Linked DNA regions of Mus musculus: all the other regions are linked to region 3. Evidence: chromatin contacts called from public promoter capture Hi-C data. All regions are on one chromosome and are shown on one strand. Each heading gives the region's core, a stretch centred on a gene start, on an enhancer-like site or on the middle of the called end of the contact. The rest is flanking DNA. Distances are from core to core; before and after follow the strand shown. Region 1 holds the start of Isl1 (ISL1 transcription factor, LIM/homeodomain). Region 2 holds the start of Mcidas (multiciliate differentiation and DNA synthesis associated cell cycle protein). Region 3 holds the start of Foxd1 (forkhead box D1).

Region 1 (2,725 bases), core at 205-2,704, about 18 Mb after region 3:
CCAAGAAATCTCAGAAAATAACCCTGTAAAAATGGCATACCTGATATAATCTCTTTTACAGTAGGTTTTCCCATCCCTAACAAAGCACGTACAGCTTTCGTCCAAATACTGATTACACTCCGCACATTTCAAACATGCTGCATGCCACTCCAAATCCGGAGAAACCCTCAGAATATACTGGTCGTGAATTTGATTGCCGCAACCAACACACAGGGAAATCAGACGTTTTTCTGAAATGAAAATAAATGCATGATTGACTAACCGTTTACTTCCTACAGAGATAAACACACTTTTAGTGTCGTTCTCTTATAGGGTGTATTCTGGAAGAATTTTTTTCTTTCCCTTTTTTTTTTTTTCTTGTTCTTCCCTTAAAGAGTATTGCACTTTGGGATGGTAATTGGAGTGTGCCATCAAAACCTTGACTCGCTTTTTTAAAAAGGGAGGTGGAATATATGTAAAACGCAGATTTGAATAGTCTACATTGTAAGCTTAGCACGCAATCAAACCCGCTCATTTTGTGTTTTCTCCCTCCTCCCTCTTTGCTATAATCATTAGGCAAGATTATGGATAAGTCATGTCAAAGAAAAGGTTTTGACTAGAAGCGTTAAAGCAACGCTGGGATGTCTATATTTTCCGTGAAGCACGTTCTTCAATAGCACGCGGGAATGGATATTGTTAGAAGAGTAGACATCAATACAGTTGTCACTCGCTCTCTTTTGCAAGTCTAATGCTAATTCATATCTGCCGGTGTGGTTTGTGCAGGCAGACCTTTGCTACATAATAACTTCTCCAAGAGCTCCGGAATCCGGAGGAGGAAATCACCGCTAAGCACCGGGCAGGCGGCTAGAGTTTGGGAGGGCACAGAGCATTCAAACACAAGGTATGATCAGTTTCTCAAAGATCGGAATTCACACCAAACATGCAAGCTGCAAGCGTGACAAGAAGAAAACACACACACACACACACACACACACACACACACACACACACACACACACACACACAACAGCAGCAGCAACAACAACAACAAAAGGACCACCTTCTCTTCTGTCTCTCCAGGCAGTGACTACAAATCCAAAGAGCCCTGTCATCGGTGCCTGAGAGAGACCCCCCCACACCACAACAGCACACCAAGCCCCACAAGGTTAAACCGCTTCTTACTTTTTGGTGGATCGCCCATGTCTCCCATATCTGTAAGAGGGAGTAATGTCCACAGTGAAATGGTGGTTGGACAATTGGTGAATAGCCCACAGAGAGGATGCTGGTGCTGTGGCTAGGTGGCAAATAGTGGCCCCCGGGGTTGCCAAAACTGGGGGAAACAGCTGCCCGGCTGCGCCGCGCCCTCGCAGATCTGGGAGTCCGATTTAAGCCGGCGGAGTTGGCAGAGCGGAGGCGCAGCAGCAGCGGCGGACTCGCACGGCTCGGGGCACCTCTCTTCCTTATCTCTTACTCAAACTTCTCAGCTCCAACTCAGCTCCATCGCCATTGGTCTGACGCAGCGCGCGGGGACGTCAGGCGAGCGCCGCGCCCATTGGCTGCGGGGCGCGCGGCGCAGCTGTTCTGATTATCATATTTCAGCCCCGGCGCCTCCGCGCGCCACTGCCCGCTCGGCGAGCCCGCAGGAGAGGATTAAGCCTCCCGAGGCCACGTCGCTCCTTGGGCGCCGGGTGGCCCGGGTCCCCGGCCGCCGCCTCCTTGTCCACCACCCCCTCCCCGCGCCTTCCCGGACGCGCCGCGTCGTGTCCTGGGGTTCCAGCGCCGCGGGCTCCCCGCGGACCTTGGGCTGCGCTGAGCTCGGGGCTCCCTTTTCTGCCGCCCGTGGCGAGTAGCTGGTGGGTAGGTCCTTCCTGTGAAGCGGGTCCCTACCGGGCTCCAGGAAAAGGGGGGCACTTGGAACGGGCCGCTTTCCTTCACTGACTCCCGTGCTGGCGCGCACAGCCCAGGGCTGGCCAATTTCGCTGCCTGCGGGAAGGGCGCATCTGCTGGAGCTAGCAGCGCGCTACGCGTTAGGGGACAAACCCGGAGTAGGACGGTTAGACCCAAAAGAAATGGGTTTTTTTATGACTTCGTTTTTGTGTTCTTTTTTTTCTTTCTTTCTTTCTTTTCTTTCTTTTTTTCTTTTTCTTGCTACCGTGTTGACCCTGTTACTCCCCAATCTGAGCTCTCCAAAGACTTGGGGTGGGAGGAAAGGGGAGCTTGTCTCCCTAGCGGACAATCGGGTTGGAAACGCAAAGGTCAAACGAAAAGGTAAAACGAATTAACTCCGAGGTTGGTTCCTTTCCTCCCGACCCGTGAGGTCTCCTGTTCAATTTTAAGTCTAGCATGAAAGTGTTCTAATCTAGAGTCAGAGTGCAGGACCCTAAAGTTTACGGGGGTGGGGTGGGGTTGTCCATGTCTGTCTATGGATCTGTTGTCCACTCTTTTTTAAGGCAAAGGTGCACTGGGCCCTTAAACGGCTTGGTAATTATAAGCGCAACTTTACAATATTCTCTAGAGACTTTTAAATCTTTTAGTATGAAGGCGTGAGCAGGGAGGGTCTGTTGCAAAAGAAGAGTGGGGCGCCTACTTCCCTCCCCTGAGGTTAGCTTTCTAATTTGTTTCCTCTGGGGAAGCCATCTGGAGGAGATGTTGGCTGCATCTCACCGGTAACTTTTGCCAATAATTTCTTTCCTGATTCCCCAAAATCTACAGTCTTTCAGAGGCAGTTATTAGGGGACACACAGAA
Region 2 (2,881 bases), core at 145-2,644, about 15 Mb after region 3:
GCGGTCTCTCTCTCTCTCTCTCTCTCTCTCTCTCTCTCTCTCTCTCTCTCTCTCTCACACACACCCCACAACCTCACAGCTCAGATGCACACCTTAACTCAGTTCTTATAAATAGGTGTCTCTAAGTCTTTTCACCCATTATCCACCACTGCTAAGAATATATTGATTCTTAATTCAGCTAATGGGTGCAAATCAAAAGGTCTTTCACATATATTACTTGATATAGGGCAAGAGCAAGGTGCCCAGCAGAAAGGTACACAAATTTCTATTTCAGATGCTTGTTTACATTGGACTGATCTGGGTGGTCCCCCAAAAGGTCCCTTCATCCAAAGATGCTCTATTCTGAGAGATGTCTTTTTCTAGTAGACTCAGATTCTGGAAGATGCTTCTTCCTGGGAGAGAATTGACTTGAAGAGATCTGTGTAGGAGGAGAGGCCAGCTGTAAAGAAGACAGCCAAATGCTGAGATAGTCAGCGAAGCCACCAGAATTTTAGGGGATTTGCAAATGTCCACAGTAGGGTTTTTCAGATACTGGAATAAATGTTCGTTCCCTCCCCTCCCCTCCCCTCCCCTCCCCTCCCCTCCCCTCCCCTCCCCTCTCCTATCCTCTCCTTTTCTTTTTTTCCTCCCTGAGACACACTTTTAGCGCAGGTTGGCCTATGAGCCAGCACGCAGCTCAAGCTAGATTCAAACTGGCTTCAGTACTCTGCTTCAGTACTGTCACTTTTCTTGATCCTTAAAAAAAGATGTGCTTAGGCACCACCATTTCCGGGAAAGTTACAAGGCTAGAGTACAGAGCAGAGCTTTGGCAGTAGGCGAGAATGAGAGATCAAATGAAATCCATACGTCAAAATCCAAAGTACTGTTCAGATTTAAGGGCAGTTTCTGTAATCTAGAGGCTGACCTGGGAGAACCCTTTATTTCCCTACTAGAACCTGATAGGCAAATTCCGGGAGTCTGGCGACGGTCACTCCACATTTATTGTATGCTTTGTCTTTAGAGTGGGAAGAAGAAAATCAAAGAATTGCTAACTTTTCTCATCCCCGCGGTCCGCAAACTGGAAGGCTAGGGACCGGTGGTGGCATCTGCGCTCTCTCTCCTATCCCCGCCCCCTTTCGCCTGGCGCGGCCAAGATGCCGCGGCGCCAAAGGGCGCTCGCGGGCCCGGGCCCCGCGCTCACAGCTCCCGGGGGAAGCCAGGTTGCCAGGTTGGTTAACGCCTCCGCCCGCGCGCAGATTGTCCCGGGCTGAAGGCGCCACCTCTGGCGCTCAGGCGCGAGCCGCCCCTCCCGCACAGCCCTTGTCCTCCAGGCCCTCCCTCTCTGCCCCTTCCACGCGCCGTCGCCCGCCTCAGGCACCGACAGGTGCCGCGGCACTGGGTGTGGGTCTTCATCCCAGGATGCAAGCGTGCGAGGGCAGCGCAGCCGGACGCCGGGCCTTCGACAGCATCTGCCCCAACAGGATGCTGGACCTGTCGCGGCGGACCCTCGGCAAGCCCGGGAAGCCGGAGAGGAAGGTGGGGATCCTCCCGCTGTGGTCCTGGCTCTGGGAGAGTCTGCCAGCCCGGCGCTCCGAACGCTGACCATGTGCATCCCCCGTTTCTGTGCCTGGCCAGTTCGTTCCTTCGTGGAAGTCCTTTTCGGGATGCGGTGGCGGCAGCCCGGTGGCGGTGTACGAGGACCCTCCGGACGCAGAGCCCGCCCCACTGCCAGGTGAGCCCCGAGGCACCTGCACAACCCGATTATCCATGCCGGGTGGGTGACGCGCACACGGTCCGCAGCCCCTTCTCCCCCTGGTTCCGAGGTCCTCACTGAGGGTCCTGGTGGCGACCTGGCAGAGGCTTAGGGTTCGCTGGGTGCCTGTCTCCCGATCTCCCCCGCGCAGCTCTCACAACCATAGACCTGCAGGACCTCGCCGACTGCACCTCGCTGCTCGGAACCGAAGCGTCTCCTAGTGGTGATTCGTCCGCGTCGCAGGTACTCTTTCCCTTGAGCGGATCACAGCCAACTATCGACCCAACCACCCAACCAGAAAACTGATGGGTTTATTTCCTCAAAGGTCTCAAGATGGACTGGGAGCACAGGTGCATTGAGCAGAGTGCAGCAAGCCAAACCTCCTAGACCCCAATTTTCCCCTCCCTTGTAGTATGTGCTTAAGTTCTCGTTTCCAGAGCCGGTCTGGCTGACATTTACTGCAGGGCCCCTTGTCATTCATATGAACAAGGCAATTTGGAGCTGGTGGGCCGAGGAGCTGTGAATAGAATAACTGTCTTGTTTGTCACCCACTTCCAGGCCCTCGGGAACCATTTGTATTTCATGGGTACTAAAGAAGTATGGAAGTCACTGGGGGAAACGGACAAAGGACTCTGTAAACAAGCTAGTGGAAAACGGTCCATCTTCAGAGATGGACGTTGGGCATCTGGCTGCTTAAAAAATCTTATTCTGCTCGCCGCAAAATTCTAGTTTCTTGCCGTCTTGAGGAAGAGAGACTCCCCCTCCCCTTCCTTCTAAATATGTCATCTTAACTCATCCAATTTCCACATCTTGCCATCGCTGACACATCCCAGTCAGAGGCACCTCTCAGCTCTGGTGCCTTAGAAGCCAAGGGCTTGATGCTTCTTTGGTGGGACATGAAGTGTCCAGAAGGACAGGTAGTCTTATCCAGGTGAAGGATAAATCCACAGGAAGAGGTACTTCCAGTTTTCTAACAACAAGTGCTGGGACCATTAAGCCCACTGGAACAGGCCCCTTACAGAAGAACTCTGCTGAATTTGTGAGCACCGCGAGGTATTAGTTGAGTAACATTTCTAAGGACTCCACTCCCAGGCTTTTACAACCTTGGGGAGAACTCAGAGTGATTCCAAACAGGGGGTGTCCAGGAGT
Region 3 (2,763 bases), core at 161-2,660:
ATTTTTGTGATGAATACCAGTTAGAACAAGTCACTTCAGGAAGTAAGAAACACTTGGTTGATACAATGACACACAGAGCATTTGAGATTGTTCCTAGAGAAAGCCATTGAATTTTTATTCAGTTCTTGGCAAATGGCGATTTTAACCAGAAAGTTAAACTGGTAAGGCAAAGTTCCCTATTTGAAATCGAAACATCTCAGAAAAGGCAAACATCCAGAAAGCTAGGCTATCAAAATGAATTCGGATTACACAATTATTCGGATTTCCCGCCAGCCAGAACAAAACATTTAGCTGGTGGTAAACACAGGTGACCTTAAAACAGAATAATACTTTAATCATCCCTATTAGCTTGCCACTTGGAAGAAAAATGAATCGAGTGGAGTTGCATCCTGCATTTAAAATTTAAAAGTCGGGTTTTTTTTTAAAAAAAAGAGTATAAAAAGCATTTAATGTATTTTCCAAAATAAAAAATTGATCTCAAAGTTCATCTTTGCTACTGTCCTTTCTACTATCAATCCTTCCGGAACAACACTGTGTGTAAGTTATAATAATTCCAGTATTTAGAAAGTAGTGTGAAATGCTCCTTTAGAAATACCTTTTATTGAAAAGTATAGCGCTCTTTTTCCTAACATCTCAACAGTGTTTGAGTTGCTGCTATGTGTAATTTCTGTGTGTGTTTGGGTTTTCATTACAATTTTCTATTTCTTTTCCTCATTCAACCATTGCTTGCTCTATTCCCATGGAATTTGTGAGATGCTCTCATTAGAGTGGCTTAGTTTAGCTGTCAAGTCTCTAGGGCATTCAATTGCAGATAAATGACCAAAACGCCAGCCTAACCGCATTTTTATTAACAGATGGCGGAAAACAAACGTCTTTGGAGAAGAACCGAAGGGAAAGGGTTAAAGGGTCAATAAACAATTATTACCGTGCTCAAAATGGGGGATTTTTCATCAGATTCCACAGGCGGAGACTGGCCCAGTCCAGAGAGCTGGGACACCCTACCAGACTCCCTCGCTCAATATTCCAGTGAGCACCTCACACATAGAGCAGTTGTCCCCAGTGGGATGACTCCTACAGGCCACTGGGTTGTCCAATCGAAGCGTCCCCGGAGCGCTTGAGATTAGGGTTGAGGGCTAATCCGGGAGAATAAGGCTGGGGGTTTGAACTCCTGTAGCTCTCGGGTCGGCTCGCGGCTGGCTAGGGTGGGATTCAGGATAGCCAATATCTTGGCAAGAAATAGTGGGCTTCAGTCTCCAACTCTTGCTGCTGCCCCTCCTGCGGGTGAACTTTCTCTTCCTACACGCCGATTCCCTCGCCTTTCTTTTCCTTCCCTGGGCCGCGCTCTGACGTGCACACCATGTGACAGGCCCCCTTCTGCTATAAGCACAGACAAGGTCCGCCCTCTTCTGGACTCAGCCCTGGCCTTGCCGAGCTCCGTTTCTAGATTCTCACTCCTCCCGCGCCCTTCTGGGCGCCCGACACCGACTGGCCCGCCAGGGTCCAGCCACCCCCTCCTGGACTAACCGGGCTAAAGGGACCACAGTGGAAAAGGTCAAGTCTAGAGCGCCCGCCACCCGGTGCCCGCCGAGCCGGGGAGCGCAAACACCTCGCACAGCCCTGCTCGCCAAGTAGCGGAGCGGAGCGGCCCCAGCCACCTCCTGCAGCCGCGCGTCGCAGAGTGGCGTCCTCGCTCCGGGTCCGCCGCTCCGGGATCGGCCTGGGGAGGCCAGGGAGCCGGGAGCCCGGTGCCCCTATGTGCCGCCGCGCCACCGCGCCGCCCCAGCTATGACCCTGAGCACGGAGATGTCCGATGCCTCCGGCCTCGCGGAGGAGACAGACATCGACGTGGTGGGGGAGGGCGAGGACGACGAGGAGGAGGAGGACGATGACGACGAGGGCGGCGGCGGCCGCGGCGGCGGCGGGTCCCGGTTGCCGAGCTCGGCCCAGCGGCGGAGGCGCTCTTACGCCGGGGAGGACGATCTCGAGGACCTGGAGGAGGAGGACGACGATGACCTGCTGCTGGCCTCCCGGCCCGCCGCGTCCCCCGCGCCTCCGGGTCCTGCGCCCGCCCCGGGGACCGGGTCGGGCGGCTGCAGCGGCGCCGGAGCGGGAGGCGGCGCGGGAGGTGGTACGGGCGCGGGCACGGGCGGGGGCGCTAAGAATCCGCTGGTGAAGCCGCCCTACTCGTACATCGCGCTCATCACCATGGCCATCCTGCAGAGCCCCAAGAAGCGCCTGACGCTCAGCGAGATCTGCGAGTTCATCAGCAGCCGCTTCCCTTACTACCGGGAGAAGTTCCCCGCTTGGCAGAACAGCATCCGTCACAACCTGTCGCTCAACGACTGCTTCGTCAAGATCCCGCGCGAACCGGGCAACCCGGGCAAGGGCAACTACTGGACGCTCGACCCGGAGTCCGCAGATATGTTCGACAACGGCAGCTTCCTGCGGCGCCGCAAGCGCTTCAAGCGCCAGCCGCTACTCGCTCCCCACGCGGCGGCCGAGGCGCTGCTGCTGCGCGGTGCGGGGCCGGCGGCGGGCGCAGGGGACCCGGGCGCCGCGCTTTTCCCGCCGCCGCCGCCACCGCCCGCCTGCGGCTACGGAGCCTACGGCTGCGCCTACGGCCTGCAGCTGCCACCCTGCGCGCCGCCCTCCGCGCTCTTCGCTGCCGCCGCCGCGGCAGCCGCCGCCGCCTTCCATCCGCACTCGCCCCCGCCGCCTCCTCCTCCTCCGCCGCCGCCTCCCGGTGCGGCCGCCGAGCTGGCG

What was found. Promoter capture Hi-C pulls out the DNA fragments that hold promoters and counts their contacts.
Region 1: a promoter capture Hi-C map of cranial neural crest shows a contact between it and region 3. The contact joins the promoter of Isl1 here to the promoter of Foxd1 in region 3. A contact is called at or near these places in 2 of 39 promoter capture datasets (cranial neural crest and maxillary cranial neural crest).
Region 2: a contact with region 3 is called in a promoter capture Hi-C map of cranial neural crest. The contact joins the promoter of Mcidas here to the promoter of Foxd1 in region 3. A contact is called at or near these places in 2 of 39 promoter capture datasets (cranial neural crest and frontonasal cranial neural crest) and 1 of 484 Hi-C or Micro-C datasets (embryonic stem cells).

Annotation. Positions count from the first base shown.
Region 1 is chr13:116,308,234-116,310,958 of GRCm38.p6, forward strand. Isl1 (ISL1 transcription factor, LIM/homeodomain) reads right to left here and starts at 1,455. Exons shown (of 6, transcript NM_021459.4): 1 at 1,162-1,455; 2 at 41-230. The coding sequence starts at 1,189. RefSeq lists promoters at 1,252-2,725, 1,254-1,632.
Region 2 is chr13:112,992,474-112,995,354 of GRCm38.p6, forward strand. Mcidas (multiciliate differentiation and DNA synthesis associated cell cycle protein) reads left to right here and starts at 1,395. Exons shown (of 7, transcript NM_001037914.3): 1 at 1,395-1,515; 2 at 1,615-1,711; 3 at 1,884-1,975. The coding sequence starts at 1,399.
Region 3 is chr13:98,352,835-98,355,597 of GRCm38.p6, forward strand. It overlaps Foxd1 (forkhead box D1), which reads left to right and starts at 1,411. Exons shown (of 1, transcript NM_008242.2): 1 at 1,411-2,763. The coding sequence starts at 1,786.